2 separate regions of the Mus musculus genome follow, and region 2 is linked to region 1. The links are chromatin contacts, called in public HiChIP or PLAC-seq maps. All regions are on one chromosome and are shown on one strand. Each heading gives the region's core, a stretch centred on a gene start, on an enhancer-like site or on the middle of the called end of the contact. The rest is flanking DNA. Distances are from core to core; before and after follow the strand shown.

Region 1 (6,294 bases), core at 2,226-4,725:
TCCTTGACCAAGTCTCAGGCTAGCTGGGCAAACCAATGAGACCATGCCTCAAAATAAAAAGTAAAGAGAGTTTTTTTTTTGTTTTTTTTTTTTTTTTTTTTTTTTTTTTTTGTTAAAAGTCCTGGGTTTAGCCGGGCATGGTGGCACACGCCTTTAATCCCAGCACTCTGGAGGCAGAGGCAGGCAGATTTCTGAGTTTGAGGCCAGCCTGGCCTACAAAGTGAGTTCCAGGACAGCCAGGTCTATACAGAGAAACCCTGTCTCGAAAAACAAAAACAAACAAATAAAAAAAGCTCTGGGTTTGTGACCAATGGTATACTTCAGGTAGTAGGTTCTCATGTCTTTTTTTTTTTTTTTTTTTTTTTGGTTTTACAAGACAGGGTTTGCCTGTGTAGCCTTGGCTGTCCTGGAACTCACTCTGCAGACCAGGCTGGCCTCGAATTCAGAGATCTACCTGCCTCTGCCTCCTGAGGGCTGGGATTAAAGGTGTGAACCACCAAGCCCAGCTTTTTGCGCCACCACGCCCGGCTTATCTTTTCTTTTTTCTTAAGGCAGGATTTTACTCTGAGATCCTGGCTAGCCTCTATGTAGACCAGGCTGGCCCCAAATTTAGAGTGATTCACCTGCCTCTGCCTCTTGAATGCTGGGAGTAAAGACATTGGACACACACACACACACACACACACATTTTTGAGACAGAGTATCTTACTGCAGTAACCAGTTGGATGGGTCTACTAGATTGGCTGACCCACAAGCCCCACTGGCCCTGCCTGGGTTTTACATGGGTGTTGGGCCTCGAAGTCAGGTCCTTAGGCCTGCACACCAAGCACTTTACCTATCCTGCCACGGCCCTGGTCATATCTGGTTAATGTTTGTTGCTTGGATCATTGACTTACTAATACTCTTGGCTCTGGTTAGCTTTCATTGGTACTGTTCAGTTGGTTTGATTTGAGACAGCGTCTCATGTAGCTCGGGCAGGTTTGCAACTCATTAGGTAGCCAAGGCTCACCTCCTGTCTCCGCTGCTAAGTGTCTCAGCCTCCAGTCGTCCAGTGCACCTGGCTGATATTTTGACCCTGACCTTGTTGATTTATAGAACCTGCTAGATTAGGCTTGGTTGTACTTCTGACCTGGCCACCTGGGTCCTTGCAGGTGGACCTGGGGTGCCGCTGCCCTCAGCAGGAAGGAAGGGCGGGTGGCCCGGCCCCTGGAAGTGGACAGACTGCTTCCGGCAGTCCCCGCCAGCCGTGGGAACCGGCGTCCTCCCCACCCCCCAACCCCCTAGCCCTGCTGGGTGGAGTCAGGTCCCCAGGGGCGCAGAACCCCGGGGTCGTCGCTGCTGTCACCGCAGGGTCCCGCCTCAGAGTCCTTTGCCCTCGGAATGAGAAACACAAATAAACAGAAGGCTCTGACGTCGCAGGGCTTTCAGGGAACCCGGACTGGGGCGGGCCCCGCCGGGGCGAGAAGAAACTGAGCGCGAGGAAGGAAACGGGTTTGGGCCTCGGAGAAATCTGGCAGGCAGGGCTGGCCTGTGATTAAAAAGAGGAAGAACCACAAGTCTCCATTTAACTCAGCAGAGCTGCAGTCGGCTACGAGAGGGAAAGTGCTTGCGGCTGGCAGATTGCAGCCACCATTTGGCAAGGACTGCCAATACCTGATGCTCCGCGCGCGCGCGCCTCCTGGCCCCGGCGAGGCTGCAGGTACCCGGCAGTCGCCCCAGGTGTCGTAGGGAGCGTGCTACGGGCTAACCAAGCTAGTCTCCACCGCAGCCCTCCTTAGGTGCTGCGTCCCCGAATGGGGACACCTACACCAGCCTCTGTGGCAGAGCTCATCTGGGCCTGCTCTTTCTCGCGATTCTTCATAGCTCCCCAGTGCCCTCAGGAAGGACCCTCCCTTCCCTGAGAAAAACAAACAAAAAACAAACCAAACCTGACTCTGCACCTAGACCTCTAAAATAGCACGTGTTCCTTCGTTGTAGGTGGGGCCATTGCTACTTTTCTAACAAGGCACTTTAGAGCCTCTGCATTTGGCGCTGCATTGACTGGGATTGCCTTCCCCCCTCATCATGTGGGAGATCGCAGCTTAAATATTACTCAAAGATTTCTCTTCCTGTGTCCCAAAGACAACTCCACAACGGAGCTGTCACCGATGCTGTCTCCCAACCAGAGTGGCGCCCCCACGAGGGAATCACTAACTGATGTCCACAAACACCTTATAGTGCCTAAGACATTGCCTTGGCTCGTTTTTTGGGGGTGGGTGGGTGGGGGCTTCTTCCAAGCCATTTTGCTACCAGGCTCCAGCTTGCTGCCGTCCGATTGTAGTGGAAATCCCCACCTACGGGGGAGTCCCTTCTTCGGGCTCCAACAGCAGGCCCGGGGACTGAATTCAGCCCGGTTGGTTAGGCTGCTCTAATGTGAGCAACTCACTTCTTCCAGTCCCTGAGTGGGCTGGAGACACGTGTTATTTCCATTTCATAGATGAAAAAACTGAGTTGGAGGGGGTCAAATATTTGGTCCCACGCAGCAAGGGGAAGGCTCCAGGGAGCCAGCGGCTCGTGGGAGCCTGTCGTCTGGGAAGGCTTGCAGTGGCCCCTCCAAGCTGGGGGCGTGGGCGGCCTGCTTCCTGTTGGGGGAGGGGGAGGGGACAGGCATTCCTCTTTCCCCTCCCTCCGTAGAGTCGCGGGGAAGACTGGCGTGCAGTGAGTGACTCCACTTCAGAACAGGGGCACCCCACTGTTAGCCAATGTGGCGATAGAGAAAAGGTAAAGGGCTAAGGGGCGCGCAGGCGTGGACGTTCAAAGGGCTCGGCTGCCTGGGATGCGAAGGAGCTCTTGGAGAAAGTTTCATCAAGCTAGAGAATGCGGCCGGGCGGCCAGGTAGAGAACAGCCTACTCGGCCCGTTCCGGGACTCCGAGGACCTTAGGAGGGGAGCGGACTTCAAATGGATGGCGCCGCGGAGGCAGGACGGCTCGGCGGAGTCATGGATAGTGGGGCCAGGGTGGGGCTGGCCCCTTCCCCTGGAGGTGATGAAAACCGCGGTCGCAGTTGCTAGACCCGGCCGGGCAAGCTCAGATAAGGTTGGGCTTGGAGGGAGTCCGCAGGGGCGCGCCCCTAGGAGGTCCCGAAGGTCGGGGCAGCCACGCCCATCGCGCGCCTAGCCCCGCCCCACCCCTTCTAGGGGCCCCGCCTTGCCGAGGCACGCGGTGACTGGCCAGCGCGAGAGGGGCGGGACCGAGCACGCTCCTCCCCTTCGAGATTCTTTATTTTATTATTATTTTTTTTCCCTTCTTTAGGGGGCGCGACGCAACTTGGGTGCAGAGAGCGCGCCTTATGGGGGCGGAGCTTGTCGCTATGCTACCTCCCACCGGGCAGCGGGCGGAGGCGCGAGAGGAGGGCGGGGCCGGGATAGGCTCCGCCCCCGGCCTCCGCAGGCGGCCCCGGGGCGTGGCTCTCTGTGGCCACGCCCCCAGGCCGCCCTCCGCCGCCGCGCGCGGCTCGCGGCTGGTTCCTCTTTACATAACGGCGTGGGGCGGCATGGGCTCGGGCCGTCGCCTCCGCCTGGCCGCTCTCCAGCCCAGACTGTCACGGGCCACACGGGGTCCACATCGGCGGCGGCAGCAGCAGCAGCGTCCTGGGGACGGCCCGAGGCCGCGTCCCCCGGCTGCTGTCAGGAGCTGGCGGCGGAAATGAGGCGCTGGCCGTTTTCCGAGCCGGGGTTTCCTGCCTGAGCGCCGAGAGGCCGTGCGACGCCATGGGCCGGCCGGGCCCCGACCCGCAGCTTGCGCGGTAAGCGCGGCCCGCCGAGCGTGTTGGAGGAACTGGGCCGGGCGGCCGTCCCCGGGTCCCGCTTCTGTTTTCTGGCGTTTCCTCATTCTGTTTCTCTTCCCCAATCCCAGACCGCAGTGATGTGGGCGCGGAGGTCAGTGCTTTCAGCTGGGGCCTCCGGAGAGGAGCCTGGCGGGGCGCCGCGGGAGGAACCGAGAGCTGTCCCGGCACACAGCGTGCTTGGGCCCCTGCCGGGGGGGGGGGTGTGCTGGCGGTGAGGGTGGGAGGGGGGGACACGTGTGTCACTAGTGCCCCGGTGATCAACCAAGGATGATATGCGGAGTCCTAAAGGTGAAATCAGCCAGAGATGGGGGAAGGGGGTGGGACAGGCCATGACAGGCCAGGGCCCGCTGGGGGAAGTTGAGGTTATAAGAGTTTTATGCTCTTAGGACACTTTCTGAACCTTGTTCCCCAGGCCTCCTCTGGGAGGAAACGCCATCTGAGCCAGGAGGGGTGAATACATTCTGGAACTTGTGCAGTCCCAATGGGTGGTCAGCTGGGAAGGGGCTGGCCCGCAGCAGCGGCAGCAGCTGTGGTTTGGGGATCTCAAGGGCTGGGCAGTGACAAGAGAGGAAACCGAGGGTCCTAGAGGCAGAACTTGTGTTCTTTCTCCTCTGCTCTCCAAGATGAGGGTCGCGACCTCAGTTTCCCCGCTGTTCAGTGAGTGAGAAGAGATTTGTGGTGCAGTTACAATGAGGTGGAGTTTTAATGAATGCTGTGTGGAAGGCACCTGCGTCCGGCTGGGAGAAGGGCTCAGTTACAGGCCGTTGGGAGAAGACCTCAGTTACAGGCCGTTGGTTTTCAGACTGTCCAGTTTTATTGACCCTGGCCCTGGGACCGTCCTCGGCTCTCTCCTGAGCATAGCTGCTCTGGGGTTTCCCGAGTCTGTGGGCAGGGAACTCTGAAGGACCCTGGGCAGGGTCAGATGACAAACCCCTTCCTGGCCTGGGTTCCCTCAGTTGACACCTAACTTGTGAGGGCCACCAGAGCACAGGATGGCTTGATCAGGAGGGCAGGCAGTCATGACAAGGGTGTTATCTGTTTTGTTGAGGTCATTTGCTGCTCCTCTTCCTTCCTGACTCTCTGGCACCAAATGTCACCCAGTGCCTGGTCCTCATCGTTCAAAATGTTCTTAGAGAAGTGACGGTCCTTTCCTTTGAGTAGCTGGGCTGTGCCATCAGCTTGTGTGCCTCAGGCTGTCTAGGCTAGTTGGGCCACCATCTGGTTTCTCCCACTTCTGCGATAGAGCTGAAGGTGCTTGGGAGCCCCTTCCGGCTGCCTGGGCCTGTATCACACCCTTTCCAGAGCAGGTCTCTGGGGGTCCAGCCCACATTGTGAGGCTAGTCAGCTGCTGAATGTCCCATTGCTGTGACTCTTTGGGTGGGCACTTCTGTGAGGCAATGAAAAAGTCATCAAGAGCGGGAAGGGTTTTAACTGCTGGCACGAGGAGATGGGACAGATAGTACTGTTAAAACTAAAACGAGAGGTCTTTCCTTTCAAGTCCTCATTTCTCCCTGGAGCAGCACTTGTGTGGAGACTAATCCAGACTCTGCTAGCTTCAGGGGTGAGGCCCTGGGCAAGTTACCTGACATCTCTTGGGACCTGCCCAGTGTCAGCCAAGTCTTGTGCCTCTCTAGGTGGTTGTGCACTATGTAGGAGCCCAACAAGGAGAAGACATTTGAAGCAGGTAGGCAGTAACTGGCCTGACTCTGAGATCTTAGGCTTGGGTTGTGCTGTCTCAGAGTTACAGGTGTTCTTGGAAGTCTGAAGTGGAGGTGCTGAAGGACAGAGTCGGGGAGAGGCATGCAGTATTGGCATGTTAGTGCTCAATAAATTTAAGCTATTGCTATTAATCCATTGCTATTAATCCAGGAGTGGCTGGCCCTTAATTGCCAGGTTTCCTGGGAAAACGGTCCCCAGGGCCCCTTGGGTGTTGAGCATCTCTGGTTGGGCAGAGCAGGAAGCAGCTTCCATCTGGAGTTTCTGGAGGGGCTGCTCCTTCCTGCCAGGCCTGTTCCCGGCCACCCACCCTCCCCGAGGAAACTGAGGCTGGCACACCGCTTAGGGGAAATGACTCAGTGGGGGTCACTAGCTGAGTCATACCTAGTTGGACCCAGGAGCCTTGCACCCCAGCTTCCAGCTTCCGGGGGCTTGAGGTCCTTCAGGGACCGGGTACACCTCAGGCCTGGTTGCATGCCCTTGGGCACTGTTAGACACCACCTGCTTGCGCCCCATGATCTGGACAACCTGTGTCTCTTGGTCAGTGATCTAGGGATCTCAGTGACGCCCCCGCCCCCACCTCCTGCATTGAGCTCTCCAGCCCAGTACCATTCTCATTGGGACAAGAGACAAGTCCCTAAGGGACCTGATGGCCTGCCCCGCCCTGGCCAGCCGGAAACCCCAGCAGCTGAGCAGATGGCTGAAAGATTTTTCCTCCCACACAACCCTGTCAAGGGTCGGCAGGGGGGCCA
Region 2 (6,294 bases), core at 1,669-4,168, 2.0 Mb before region 1:
GACAATGAGTTCTGTGGGCAACAACAGCTCAAGAAGCCACTCACAGTCAGCCTTCAGTTACTGCGCGCGCGCGCGCACGCACGCGCACACACACACACACACACACACACACATTTATACAATTCTAAAACTTAAGAAGGAGACTCCCTTTCAGATTCTGGATGCCAGCAACAATCAGGGCTAGTTGTTTCTCTCCAGTTCATCAAACCCCATAGGATTACTTCAGGGGTGTTGTGTGGGTTACTTTCATGTTGTTGTTGTTGTTGTTGTTGTGACCAAATACCAGACAAAAACAACTTAGAAGAGATCTGTTTTGGTGTGTCACAGTCCATTGTGACATCAAGCAGCCCAGTCTGTGGTGCCTCAGGCCTGGACCTGGAGGGAGAGGAGCGCCGACCTCAACCTAAAGTGGATATAACTTTCCAGGCCTAGTGATTGGTCTCTACCAGCTTCCATCCTCAGAGTTCTCCAGGCTTGCAAAACAGTGTCAGGTGCTGGGGACCAAGTGCTCCAAACCTGGGAGCCTGCAGGGGCTCTTTTACTTTCAAGCCAAAACACATGCCCTCAGTAAGTTCACATTTATCCAGGAGGAAGGGTTACCAGCACCCACAGGCAGTAAGGCAAGCAAGTGCCAATGCCAGCTAACATTCAAGGCAATTGCAGAGGAAGAGGCAGTGATCTGGGTTCGTGTCATAAGCCTGTAATCCCAGCACTCCGTGCACACAGGACAATCGTGGCCAGCAGTGAGGCCAGGCCAGCCTGAGATACATAGGGAGATGCTGTCTCAGAAGCCTGTTTAAGGGGCTGGAGATGTCCGTCTCAGTTAAGAGCACTTGTTCTTGCTGAGAACTTGAATTCAATTTCTAGCATCCACATCAGGTAACTCATATCCATCTGCAACTCCTGCCTCAGGGAACCTGGCACCTTCTGCTGGTCTCCGAGGGCACCTGTATTCACATGCATATATACACAGACAGACACACAAACACACAGACACACAGACTCTCTCTCTCTCCCAATTTAAAAAAAATACATGTTTCAAAAAGTCTTTTAAAAAATACAATATTATACCAGCACTTGGGAGGCAGAGACCAGGGGATTTCTGAGTTTGAGGCCAGTCTGGTCTACAGAATGAGTTCCAGGACAACCAGGGCTACACAGAGAAATCCTGCCTTGAAAACAAACAAACAAACAGAAACCCAAAACCAAAAAACAAAACAAAACAAAATAAACAAACAAAAAAACAATATTGGAGAGATGGCTCAGAGGTTAAGAGGACTGACTACTCTTCCGAAGGTCCTGAGTTCAAATCCTAGCAACCACATGGCTCACCACCATCCATAATGAGATCTGATGCCCTCTTCTGGTGCATTTGAAGACAGCTAGATTGCTCTTACATATAATAATAAATAAATCTTTGGGCCGGAGCAAGCGGGGCTGGAACGAGCTGAGGTCCTGAGTTCAATTCCCAACAACCATATGATAGCTCACAGCTATCTGTACAGCTACAGTATACTCATATACATAAAAATAAATAAATCAATCTTGAAAAAAATGGGCAAACATGGAGTTTCAAGACATGGAATTTGGAACACTGGAAACTGCAATGTGGGCACCACCAATCTCAAAGTTGTCATCTTCATTGTCACAGTCTCCATGAAGTATCCTGATCCTATAGGATCCAAGATCAGGTCACCCTGAGTCTAGACTACAAGGTCCGTCAAATGCCATTGAGGATTTGGGTAGGCAGCTAAAGGGACACATTTCCTCTTTTTTTTTTTTTTTTTTTTTTTTTTTGAGACAGTTTCTCTGTCTAGCCCTGGCTGTCTTGGAACTCGATCTGTAGAGCAGGTAAATTCAGAGATCTACCTGCTTTCGCCTGCCGAGTACTGGGATTAAAGGTATGCACCACTACCACCTGGCAAATTTCCAATTTCTAATTTCAAACTCAAAGTAGATAGTCAATGGTAGATACTCTGTAAGATGACACTTAATCACACTTTAAAAAAAAGAGAGAGAAAGGAAATGTTATCTTTCTGCACCCTCTTGAGGCTTGAAATCAGAGCCATTTCTACGAATACCACACATCCAGGCGCTGTGTCTGCAATCCCAGCACTCGGGAAGAAGAAGCAGGAAGATGGAGAAGCCAGCTTGGGAGACGTAACAAGAGGAGACATCTATCTGAGAGGAAGGAAAAAAGGAAAAAGAGCACGGCGCTAGAGAACTGAGTTGGGGGTTAGGAGCACCCGCTGCTCCTGCAGAGGACCTGCATTAAGCTCCCTATCCCCACATTGGGGTGGATGACAACTGTCTTATAACTCTAGCTCCAGGGCATCCAATAGCCTCTGGGGCTGTTGTTGTATGTACATAGCCACATAGACAGGCATGCAAAAATAAAAATAAATCCTAGAAAGAAAACAAGGAGGTGGGGGAGACAGAGACAGACAGACAGACAGACAGAGGAAACCGTATCCACATTACCAATGCATAGTAGAATTTCACACGAACTCTTACTGCTCCTGGAAAGCCTGACTGTTCTTTTAGCACAGTGCATGGTTACTGCCCTTGTTAATTTATTAATTATTGTCAGCTAAGCAAATTGCAGTGAATGGATTCTCCGAGGCCAATCACCTAGCCAGCATGCATGCCTGCAGCCTTCAGAAGGAATGCCCTCAGATCTGACTCGTCCACCTCTGACAGTCGGCTTGCCTAAACTTATCCTTTACGTTTAGAAAAATTTGTGGGTTCCCGTCTGCCCAGGGGACTTTTTTTTTATTACTTGTTTATGCAAACAGTAAGTTGCATAAGAGCCTTGCTAGCCTTTTTTTTTTTTAAATGATTTCGTAGTTTCCTGGTAACCATTCAGTCATCTCTTTCAACACCCTGACATGACATAAAGCCGAGGGCTGAACCACACGTTCACCACACAGACACACACTCGCCTTGAGCCTTCGCTAGGTGAGGCACTCTGAAGCTGGACTGGCCAGATCCACTCATGAGCAAGTCAGACCATTTTCTAGTGATAAACGGCAAGAACTGCTGTGTGTTCCGAGATGAAAACATCGCCAAGGTCTTGCCACCGGTGTTGGGGCTGGAATTTGTGTTCGGACTCCTGGGCAATGGCCTTGCCTTGTGGATTTTCTGTTTCCACCTCAAGTCCTGGAAATCCAGCCGGATTTTCTTGTTCAACTTGGCCGTGGCTGACTTTCTCCTGATCATCTGCCTGCCGTTCCTGACGGACAACTATGTCCATAACTGGGACTGGAGGTTCGGAGGCATCCCCTGCCGTGTGATGCTCTTCATGTTGGCTATGAACCGACAGGGCAGCATCATCTTCCTCACCGTGGTGGCTGTGGACCGCTACTTCCGGGTGGTCCATCCACACCACTTCTTGAACAAGATCTCCAACCGGACGGCGGCCATCATTTCTTGCTTCTTGTGGGGTCTCACCATCGGCCTGACTGTCCACCTCCTCTATACAAACATGATGACCAAAAATGGCGAGGCATATCTGTGTAGCAGCTTCAGCATCTGTTACAACTTCAGGTGGCACGATGCTATGTTCCTCTTGGAATTCTTCTTGCCCCTGGCCATCATCTTGTTCTGCTCAGGCAGGATCATCTGGAGCCTGAGGCAGAGACAGATGGACAGACATGCCAAGATCAAGAGGGCCATCAACTTCATCATGGTGGTGGCTATTGTATTCATCATTTGCTTCCTACCCAGTGTGGCTGTGCGCATCCGCATCTTCTGGCTTCTCTACAAATATAACGTACGCAACTGTGACATCTACTCCTCGGTGGACCTGGCTTTCTTTACCACCCTTAGCTTTACCTACATGAACAGCATGCTGGACCCTGTGGTCTACTATTTCTCCAGCCCATCTTTCCCCAACTTCTTCTCCACGTGTATCAACCGCTGCCTTCGAAAGAAAACATTGGGTGAACCCGATAATAACCGAAGCACTAGTGTGGAGCTCACGGGGGACCCCAGCACAACCAGAAGTATTCCAGGGGCGCTAATGGCTGACCCCAGTGAGCCAGGCAGCCCCCCTTATCTGGCTTCCACATCTCGTTAAGTTACTATGACAAGAAGGGAGATTGCCGCTCAGGCCTGTGCTCTCTGGAGAGGCGATTTGGCCGTTCGTTGAACAGGGTAACATCTTCAGATTTGGCTTACGCTTTCTTGGAACTTCTAGATTCGGAGAATCGAATTTAGAGAAACGGCGTGGTGCAGTGAGCAGTTTTGGTTGCGAGGTGCAGCCATAGAAAATCTCAGAGGAACAGAAAGCAGAGTTTCCAGACAGTGGAAACTTCTCAGCCTTCCAAGCTTACAGGACTGAAGAAGACAGAGTCCTGCAGAGTTTGAGTCCCAGATGCACCCAGACACACCTCAGTTCTGCTCAAAGTCACGGATGGCTCTTCGTCCTAGGGTCCTACCTAGCCTGTCCGTGGGCCCCAGTGAGGACAAGGAGATCCACGAAACTGGAGGGGATCTCTACCCAGATGTCACTGATAAGCCAGTTGGTCACTTGTGTTCGGTGGGACCAGTATACCTTTCAGCCAGACTTTAGCAGAAATGCTAAAGAGGGGAGGAGATGCAAAAGATTTGATTGTTCTCCAAGTCTCCAAAGGTGGTAAGAGGGGGTTAGCCCCAGGAGGGACTGAACTCAGTGCTGGAGAGAAACAATAACAAATTCAGCTGAGCTTTAAAAGGCTTTGGGGAAACAGTGGCTTCCCTCCTCTGTCTGCGTTTCTTAGTAAAAGGAATTCAACTGTGTCCATGGTTGGGGGGGGGGGGGCGGTTCATTACTTGGGTTTCTGTACTTTAACATCTACCATTTCAATAAATTTCGACAGGAGACACAGGCTGCTGCAGCATTTTGTCTGGGTTAGGGTTCACAGAAACGGTCTTCTTACTTAAGACCTGGGTTATGAACTGTATCCTAGCAGGAAGATCTAGTATACTGCAAAAACACAGAAGGGTGCAGAAGAGCCCTGCCTTGAGACAGCCAAGGGGAACGGCACCGGTGGGGAATATGTAAGGTAGTTAGGTTTTAAAGGCTATACCGAAAAGTTTACAGCGGAGTTCTTCCCTTTGCAGTTCGGTGAACATTGCTATTAATAGCTGTATATTAAAAAAAGAATCAGACCAGAGTGGGCTTTTTTTTTCCACCCCTAGGAGAAGGAAGAGGAGCTTCCTATGGAATGGTTTCAGTTCCCAGTTTAGAGCCAGAAAGGAGATGTACCAGGTTGCATCGTGCCAGTTGAGAAACAAGAAGTTTCTGTTGTACTTTCATTTCCAGTTTCTGTCCCTCCTAGATCCTTTGGCAAGATGAGGCTTTTTTTTTTTTTCCTCCCGAGCTGGATACAGATTAAGAATTCAGATACTCTAATTTCTCAGCCCTCGGTAGATGGCAAGAAACCAGGGACAGACAGATGAAGTGTCTCTTAGTTCAAGTGTTCCCAGTTTTCTGTCTCTTATTACCTTCGGCTCCTACAAGTGGGAATTTAAAAGCAGGGTTTGCCTTCTTCTGGAAGGCGGCAGACAGAAGCTCCGAGCCAAGCAGGGATTTCCCCATGAATCACGGGGAACCTGGTGGTGAAACTCCTGGTCCTTGATCGATCGGAGTTAACAGTTGACATTCATTTGTTTGGTTTTTGTGTGTTGAACAGCAACTGTGCGCCAGACACCGTTCTGGGTGGTGGCAATACGGCCAGGAGTTAAGCAGATAGATGGTCTTCGTCACATTGAACCCAAATTCAAGGCAGGGAGGCAGGCAGGAATGAAGAAAAGATCATGGCTGAAAAGCAACAGGTGTTGTGAAACCAGCCAGGTGTGACTATGGGAACAGAGAGGGTGGCTAGGGTGGGGATGACTGGGAGGGCCTCCAGGAGGAAGTGATATTGAGTTGAGCCAGGATTAACTAGACAGAGCAAGGTATGAAAACCTCTGGGCTGGGGGTGGGGGGGCACAGGGAGGGGAGTGAGAGCAAAGGTCCTGAGGTAACAAGGAATGTGTTGGGTATGAGTCTCCTTTTTTTTTTCATATGTTATATTTTATTAGCTGATAATTCTTATGCCGTTATGATATACAATGTAGTATAATAAATATTTGAATGAATAGATTTAGAAAGCAGGTAATTTGGAATAAGCATTTCAAAACATGGATTAACTTTCATTTCTTTTTTTTTAATTGGGTATTTATTTCTTTTACATTTACAATGCTATCCCAAAAGTCCCCCACCCGCTCCCCCACCCACTCCCACTTCTTGGCCCTGGCATTCCTTTGTAC

The links. HiChIP or PLAC-seq counts read pairs in DNA pulled down with a chosen protein or histone mark.
Region 2: a contact with region 1 is called in an H3K27ac HiChIP or PLAC-seq map of bone marrow-derived dendritic cells, with 6 times the contacts expected there. The contact joins the promoter of Hcar2 here to the promoter of Sh2b3 in region 1. A contact is called at or near these places in 1 of 115 datasets of contacts at active chromatin or transcription factors (bone marrow-derived dendritic cells) and 1 of 9 other capture datasets (adipose tissue).

What each region holds. Positions count from the first base shown.
Region 1 is chr5:121,834,040-121,840,333 of GRCm38.p6, reverse strand. Sh2b3 (SH2B adaptor protein 3) reads left to right here and starts at 3,475. Exons shown (of 8, transcript NM_008507.4): 1 at 3,475-3,784. It overlaps Gm32422 (a long non-coding RNA gene), which reads right to left and starts at 2,173. Exons shown (of 2, transcript XR_387683.2): 1 at 1,654-2,173; 2 at 1,074-1,528.
Region 2 is chr5:123,862,140-123,868,433 of GRCm38.p6, reverse strand. Hcar2 (hydroxycarboxylic acid receptor 2) reads left to right here and starts at 2,918. Exons shown (of 1, transcript NM_030701.3): 1 at 2,918-4,864. The coding sequence starts at 2,996. The coding sequence ends at 4,078.